Linked DNA regions of Hordeum vulgare: region 2 is linked to region 1. The links are chromatin contacts, called in public Hi-C maps. All regions are on one chromosome and are shown on one strand. Each heading gives the region's core, a stretch centred on a gene start, on an enhancer-like site or on the middle of the called end of the contact. The rest is flanking DNA. Distances are from core to core; before and after follow the strand shown.

Evidence for each region. A called contact is a pair of places that touch in the nucleus more often than the background predicts.
Region 2: a contact with region 1 is called in a Hi-C map of leaf, with 4 times the contacts expected there. The contact joins two enhancer-like sites. A contact is called at or near these places in 3 of 6 Hi-C or Micro-C datasets (leaf and seedling).

The regions. Positions count from the first base shown.
Region 1 is chr5H:4,293,149-4,296,347 of MorexV3_pseudomolecules_assembly, reverse strand. No RefSeq gene overlaps it. Among protein-coding and RNA genes, the nearest start is that of LOC123396425, 4.8 kb to the right of the region's middle. Within about 2 kb of position 1,452, at least 2 of the 3 cell types and tissues checked have open chromatin away from gene starts, as enhancers often do. A contact at or near this core is called in leaf, where this site is marked.
Region 2 is chr5H:4,333,041-4,336,239 of MorexV3_pseudomolecules_assembly, reverse strand. It overlaps LOC123398620 (receptor protein-tyrosine kinase CEPR1), which reads left to right. Exons shown (of 1, transcript XM_045093070.1): 1 at 1-1,318. The coding sequence ends at 1,016. Among protein-coding and RNA genes, the nearest start is that of LOC123398620, 4.0 kb to the left of the region's middle. Within about 2 kb of position 1,464, at least 1 of the 3 cell types and tissues checked has open chromatin away from gene starts, as enhancers often do. A contact at or near this core is called in leaf, where this site is marked.

The DNA.
Region 1 (3,199 bases), core at 203-2,702:
GAAAAAAATTGGAACATTTTCCTAAAATTCCGGAACATTTTTTAAATCCCAGAAAAAGTTTCTCGATTGCGGAACAATTTTTACAAATTTCGGAACATTTTTCAAATTCCGGAATAATTTTCCGAATTTGGAAACATTTTCTCAATTTCCGGAATATTTTTTCAAACTCTAGAACACTTCTCAAACTCCAGAACATTTTTGAAAATCCGGAACATTTTTTCAAATTCCGAAACATTTTTTTGTAAATTGAGAACATTTTTTGAAAATACAGAACATTATTTAAAACATAAACAGAAAAAATTCAGAATTTCTTTCTAAAATCATGGAACATTTTTTAAAATTCCAGAAAAAGTTTCTCAATTCCGGAACTTTTTTTCAACTTTCGAAACATTTTTCAAATTCCTAAATTTTTTCTAAAATTCTAGAACATTTTTCAAACTCCAGAACATTTTTGAAAATCCGGAACATTTCTTGTAAATTGAGAATAATTTTTAAAAATCCAGAACATTATTTAAAAGATAAACAGAAAATATTTAAAAGATAATCCAGAACATTTTTCAAATTCCGGAACATTTTTTCAAATTCTAGAACATTTCTGAAACTCCAGAACATTTTTTTAAAATCCGGAGTATTTTTTCAAATTCCGAAACATTTGTTGTAAATTGAGAACCTTTTTTGAAAATCCAGAACATTATTGAAAACATAAACAGAAAAAAAAATCAGATTTTTTATCTAAAATTACGGAAGATATTTTTAAATTCCGGAAAAAAATCTCGATTCCAGAACATTTTTTAAAATTTCAAAATTTCAGAGCATTATTTGAAAATCAACACATTTTTTCAAATTCCAGAACATTCTTTGAAAATCCAGAACATTTTTGAAACAAAAACAAAAATAATAAAAACTAATTGAGGGAACTTTGTAGAAGTTTTCCAAAACTAAGAAAACCGCCTAGGAACCTTTTTCCCAACACCGGATATGTTGCCATATAAATGGACCTGCCAATTCTAAATCGGTAGCTGGGGTGCGTCTATGCGATGTCCCGAGAGGACGACTCAGAGAGCGTCAAATAGGGATTTTCCCTGTACCATGCTTGGGCCAGGAGGCTACGCACGTGAACCGACACACCACGAACCTGCTAACATTCGTGCCGTGCCGGACCAGCCCATTTGGGCAGGACTGCCGTGGACCAAGGCGTGATGGTAATGAGCATGGCGCCCCGCCGCGGGGCGTCATGTGACGCAATTCGGACCAATGGTGTCACGGTCATCTTTGACATATGTCGCTGGTCGTGACGTCATGCAAAAGGATCATCTTATGTTTTTTTCTTAAATGGATTTTTATTTTATGTTAAACTTTGCGAAAAAGACCGCCGCAGTGCATGGAAGGCCATATGGCTGGACAGCTTGCACGGCCCTAGCAACTAGGCAGCGCAGTGTGCGTAAAAGATGCTGCTCTGACTCGACCGATGTTTTCTTTTTTTTGCATGGAGTAGATGCAGACGCAGGCACCTGCCTCATCTGACCTGACTTGACCCGACAAACCATGGATGGATTGGACTAACCTGCAGGTACATCACTGCAGTGTGACCCGATCAATCAATCCTCTGTAGCTTAGTAGGGCTCCTGTTTGGTTCCATACGTTAGAGTTAGTTTGAGCTAGTTTTGGTTCAACTAGCCCTAAATTATTCAAACATAAGGATTAGATTGGAGCTAATTGCATCTAACCCATTCAAAAAAACTATCCCATCCAAGAGGTGCTAATTGGAGCTAGTTTTTATGGGGTTCATTAAAAAAATATTTTTTCTCTCTCTCCCACCAGCCAAGAGATGCTAATTTGAGCTAGTTCTCATGGGGCCCATTAAAAAAGGGAATCGTTTCCATCCGACGCGCCGGTCGCCCCCTCAAGCGCTGGCCCATGCAATATTTTTCCCACCCCGCACGCTTCGTTGGTCAATGGATGCAACATTTTTCGTCTAAATTTGTTGCAATCAGCGTCATTTTTGCTGCAAGCATTTTTTTACTATATTTTGTCCCAGTATAAAAGTTGCATATACGTATGGTTGCAACTCCAGTTCGTCGGATTTTTTATTACAATCGATGTTTTTTTACTTTTGTTACAACCGTATTAATTTTTGCTACAACCGGCATCATGTTTTGCTGCAACCGTTCACTAAAAAGTTGCATACACGTCACATAAATATTTGTTACAACCGGCGTTTGACTTTTGCTACCACGTACCATCAGCTTCGTTTTTTTGCTACAATCATGTAGATTTTTTTTTTGCTACAAATTTTATTTTTTGTTGCAACCGTTGAAAAAATTGCTGCATCGAATCGACATTTTGCTGCATAGGAGAAAAAATGTTACATGCGGATCCAACGGTGCGGACGCGCGGGGGTTGGTGGATCGTGCGGCCCGGCGCGACCGGCGAAAAGTTTGGGCCGGCGCGTCGGCGCAGATCACTCCCCTTAAAAAATTACCTTTCTCCTTCCATAAAATGCATCTATTGTCAATCTAACCCTTCCATCCAAACATCTGTTTGGCTAAAATTAATTTAAAATTAGTCATGAGCTAGAAACTAACTCTAACCACTAGCTAAGTTAGAGTATCCGAACAGGGCTAGCTAGTAAGATGTGCGTTCATAAAAGACACTTTTGATACCTGTGTATACAAAGCCAAACGTGAAGCTCCAACCACATGCATGCACACCGCCTCCTTCTCCAGCATCAACAGTACAATCCATCCATGCAGATAAGACTAGACTTGACGAGACCATCGGTAATAAAGTGCTGCAGCAAGCCAAGCCTGTGCAGGTCGCCTGGAGCCAATGTATGCAGTCGATTTGACTATTGCATCTTTTTTACTGAGTTTGGAAAATAATACATCGATTTGAATTTCTTTTAAATAATACTGCTTCAGCTGCCGACTGGCTTAGGTCGGCCTTGTCGTGGCCGATGGGCTCTTGTTGGCCTTGCTGCGGCCGGTCAGTGGCTAGTCGGCCACGTGCTAGCCGACGATTGGCTCGGTCAGGTTGGACCGGGCCACTCGGCATTCAAACTAGTCCATGCACGATGATCTTTGTCACGAATTTCGGTCACTGTTCAGTCTCGTATTTTTGTGTCAAACCAACGTTAGTATATGCACAGAGGAGGAAGATACTATAAAAAAATTAGAAATATAGTTACTATCAACTCAAC
Region 2 (3,199 bases), core at 215-2,714, 40 kb before region 1:
AGGCGCTGATCGACAAGAACATCGTCGGGCACGGCGGCTCTGGCACGGTGTACAAGATCGAGCTGAGCAGCGGCGAGCTGGTGGCCGTGAAGAAGCTCTGGGTGTCCTCCTCCAAGCAGCTGCGGCAGAAGCAGCAGCAGCATCGCGGGCACGGCCGTGGCTACGGTGGCGGCGGCGGCGGCGAGGAGGACGACAGCCGCGAGCTGCGGACGGAGGTGGAGACGCTGGGCAGCATCCGGCACAAGAACATCGTGAAGCTCTACTGCTGCTACTCGGGCGCCGACTGCAACCTGCTGGTGTACGAGTACATGCCCAACGGCAACCTGTGGGACGCGCTGCACGGCGGCGCCGGCGGCGGGTGGGGCGGCTTCGGGTTCCTCGACTGGCCGACGCGCCGCCGCGTGGCCATCGGCGTGGCCCAGGGCCTGGCGTACCTGCACCACGACCTCATGTTCGCCATCGTGCACCGCGACGTCAAGTCGTCCAACATCCTGCTCGACGCCGACTTCGAGCCCAAGGTGGCCGACTTCGGCATCGCCAAGGTGCTCCAGGCGACCCGCGGCGGCGTGGGCGTCGGCGGAGACACCTCGTCCACCACCACCATCGCCGGCACGTACGGGTACCTGGCCCCGGAGTACGCCTACTCGTCCAAGGCGACGACCAAGTGCGACGTGTACAGCTTCGGGGTGGTGCTGATGGAGCTGGCCACGGGGAAGAAGCCGATCGAGCCGGAGTTCGGGGAGACGAGGGACATCGTGCAGTGGGTGACCGGCAAGGTGGCGGGCGCGGCGGAGGCGGAGGCGCTCGACAAGCGGCTCGCGTGGAGCCCCTTCAAAGACGAGATGGTGCAGGCGATGCGCGTGGCCGTCCGGTGCACCTGCAGCATCCCCGGCCTCCGCCCCACCATGGCCGACGTCGTCCAGATGCTCGCCGAGTCCGGCCCGCCCCCCGGCAGCCGCTCCGCCAAAGACTTCTCCGGCCACAAACCCAAACCAGCTGATAATGAGGCCATGTGACTATGTGAGCCGTGCAACTCAATCAATTAACCATCCAGTAATTAGTAGTAGTAACAAAGAGTGAATCAAGCGATCATCACACTGATCCAATTAAGCTATTATTAGGCGAAATTAGTAGCAACTACAATTGTAATAGCACTACTGCTAGTACTGATTAAGAAGATGATGAGAGCTAGTGGTGCAACTAAGGTATTATAGAGAGGTGATTTTGAGGATGGATTGATGCAATTTAAGTTGCAAAGATTGTTGGATCTTGCACTAGATTGAGTGATATATATAGAGTATGTGCATAGGTAAATTAATAATGGAGTAGCTGCATTGCAATAATAATATTGCATAGCCACCTTTTTTTGTTTTGGGGTCGTTTTCCATATGGATCACTGAGATATACTATACTGTACTGTGCAAGGCTGCTTGGTGTTTAAGCAGAATCTGATGCCTCAGTGAGTGGAAGGATGGACCTGTGTGTATCTATCAACAGCAACCGTGCATATGCTGTAATGTATGTATCCTATGCATATAAATGGATGGATGCAACAAAAAGTACCAGTGCATTCAGGCTCTGAATTGTTCCTTTCTTTTTTGGATCCATGGCCACCTTTTCTTCTCCCTTTTCCTTGTGCCGTTTTTCGTTTTGCTGAGAGTGATGCCCTGATGGAACGGATTGACAAGAGGTGCTTTGTTACTTTTCTTTTAACATAAAATCATCATATAGCCATGCAAATATACAAGGGAAATCTCATCGGACAAAGAGGGGGGGGGGGGGGGGGGCAGGTTTTAAATTTCAGAAGCAAAACAATTTCGAACCTCAGTGAAATATGCGAAATTTTGCATATTTTGGATTTTTTGGGGGGATTTTAAGATTTCAAATTTCATTTAATTTTAATGAATTCCGACATGGTTTAAATTTATTTTAAAAAATGCCTCAAAATTTTGGTGTTAAAAATATTTTAGATCGCACTGAAATATATGAAATTTAGGAAATGGAGGAGGGGTGAGCTGGAGGGGGGGGGAGGGTACTCTTATGGAGAAATGGATCTAGTTGTGTCTCCATGATTTGCACATGGTCTTAGAAGGCGTCCGCTCGCGGAGTGGGTGGTGGCGCATCGTGCTTTGGTCCTCCCGCTGCTTCTTCGATAGGCGAAGTTTCCACCCTCGGTTCATTACGGATCTGGTCAGGTTTAGGTATCCCCGAATCGGTGACAGTCTCCAAACCCTCTTTGTCACATGCTTCTCGGGGCGGCGATTTGCTTCTCAGATCACAGTCATCGGTGCCATCACAAACCTTGCATCAAGAAAGTTTCTCTAGTGTTGATTCGGAGGTCCAAAGCAGCATTGAGCTTCCACCAACAAGTGCAGATGAAAGACGACATCGATTTTCTCATAAAGATGTGTGAGTGATTTTTTATTATTTTTTATGAAGGGTCTCATGGCTTAAATATGTGTGGCCTTTGGTATTTTGCAAAATAATAATAATTAATAATTTGCATTGTTTAGTAAAAAAAATGAGGACGCAATCCAACTAAAATTGCATGCCCCTTAATCTATTTGTTTCTCTTCTTTTAAAATAAATGGAAGCCTTATTATCGCAGCCTGCTTGGATGCCAAAAAACATAAGACAAAAACAAAGGTTGGGGGAAAATCTTCATATAGAAAATAATAGAATGTTGAATAACATGACACGGGAATGGACATTTGTAACACTACAAAATCCAAGTCACCTCAACATTTGGAGGCCACAACTTTTGTTTCCTATTTTTAGTAAACAATTAATATTTGATAAATTTGGCTGCATATAGGATGTACATTTCCACTAAGAAATGGCTGATGTACATTTCGTTAAGGCTTGTCAAATCAGGACCTTCTAACATTTGGTTGTCTGAATCTCGAGGCCTGTATAGTTATTCTTTCATTCCTCCCTCTTTATCAGTGCATTAGACACATTACGAAAACCAAATAATTTCAAAACGCTCAAGCATGATGCATTAATTACCCATATCGTTCCTTGTTTCTTGATGTAAGATGTGTGTACCTTCAAATACTTGAGACTACCAAGCACTGACATGCAATGGTCCGATTATTTGCATGCAACGTTATTAATTAACTAATAAGCATCAAATTTCTTGTTTTCTTCCAGTCTTGATCATGGTGCACCATCTAAGATGTCTAATACACCGATACAG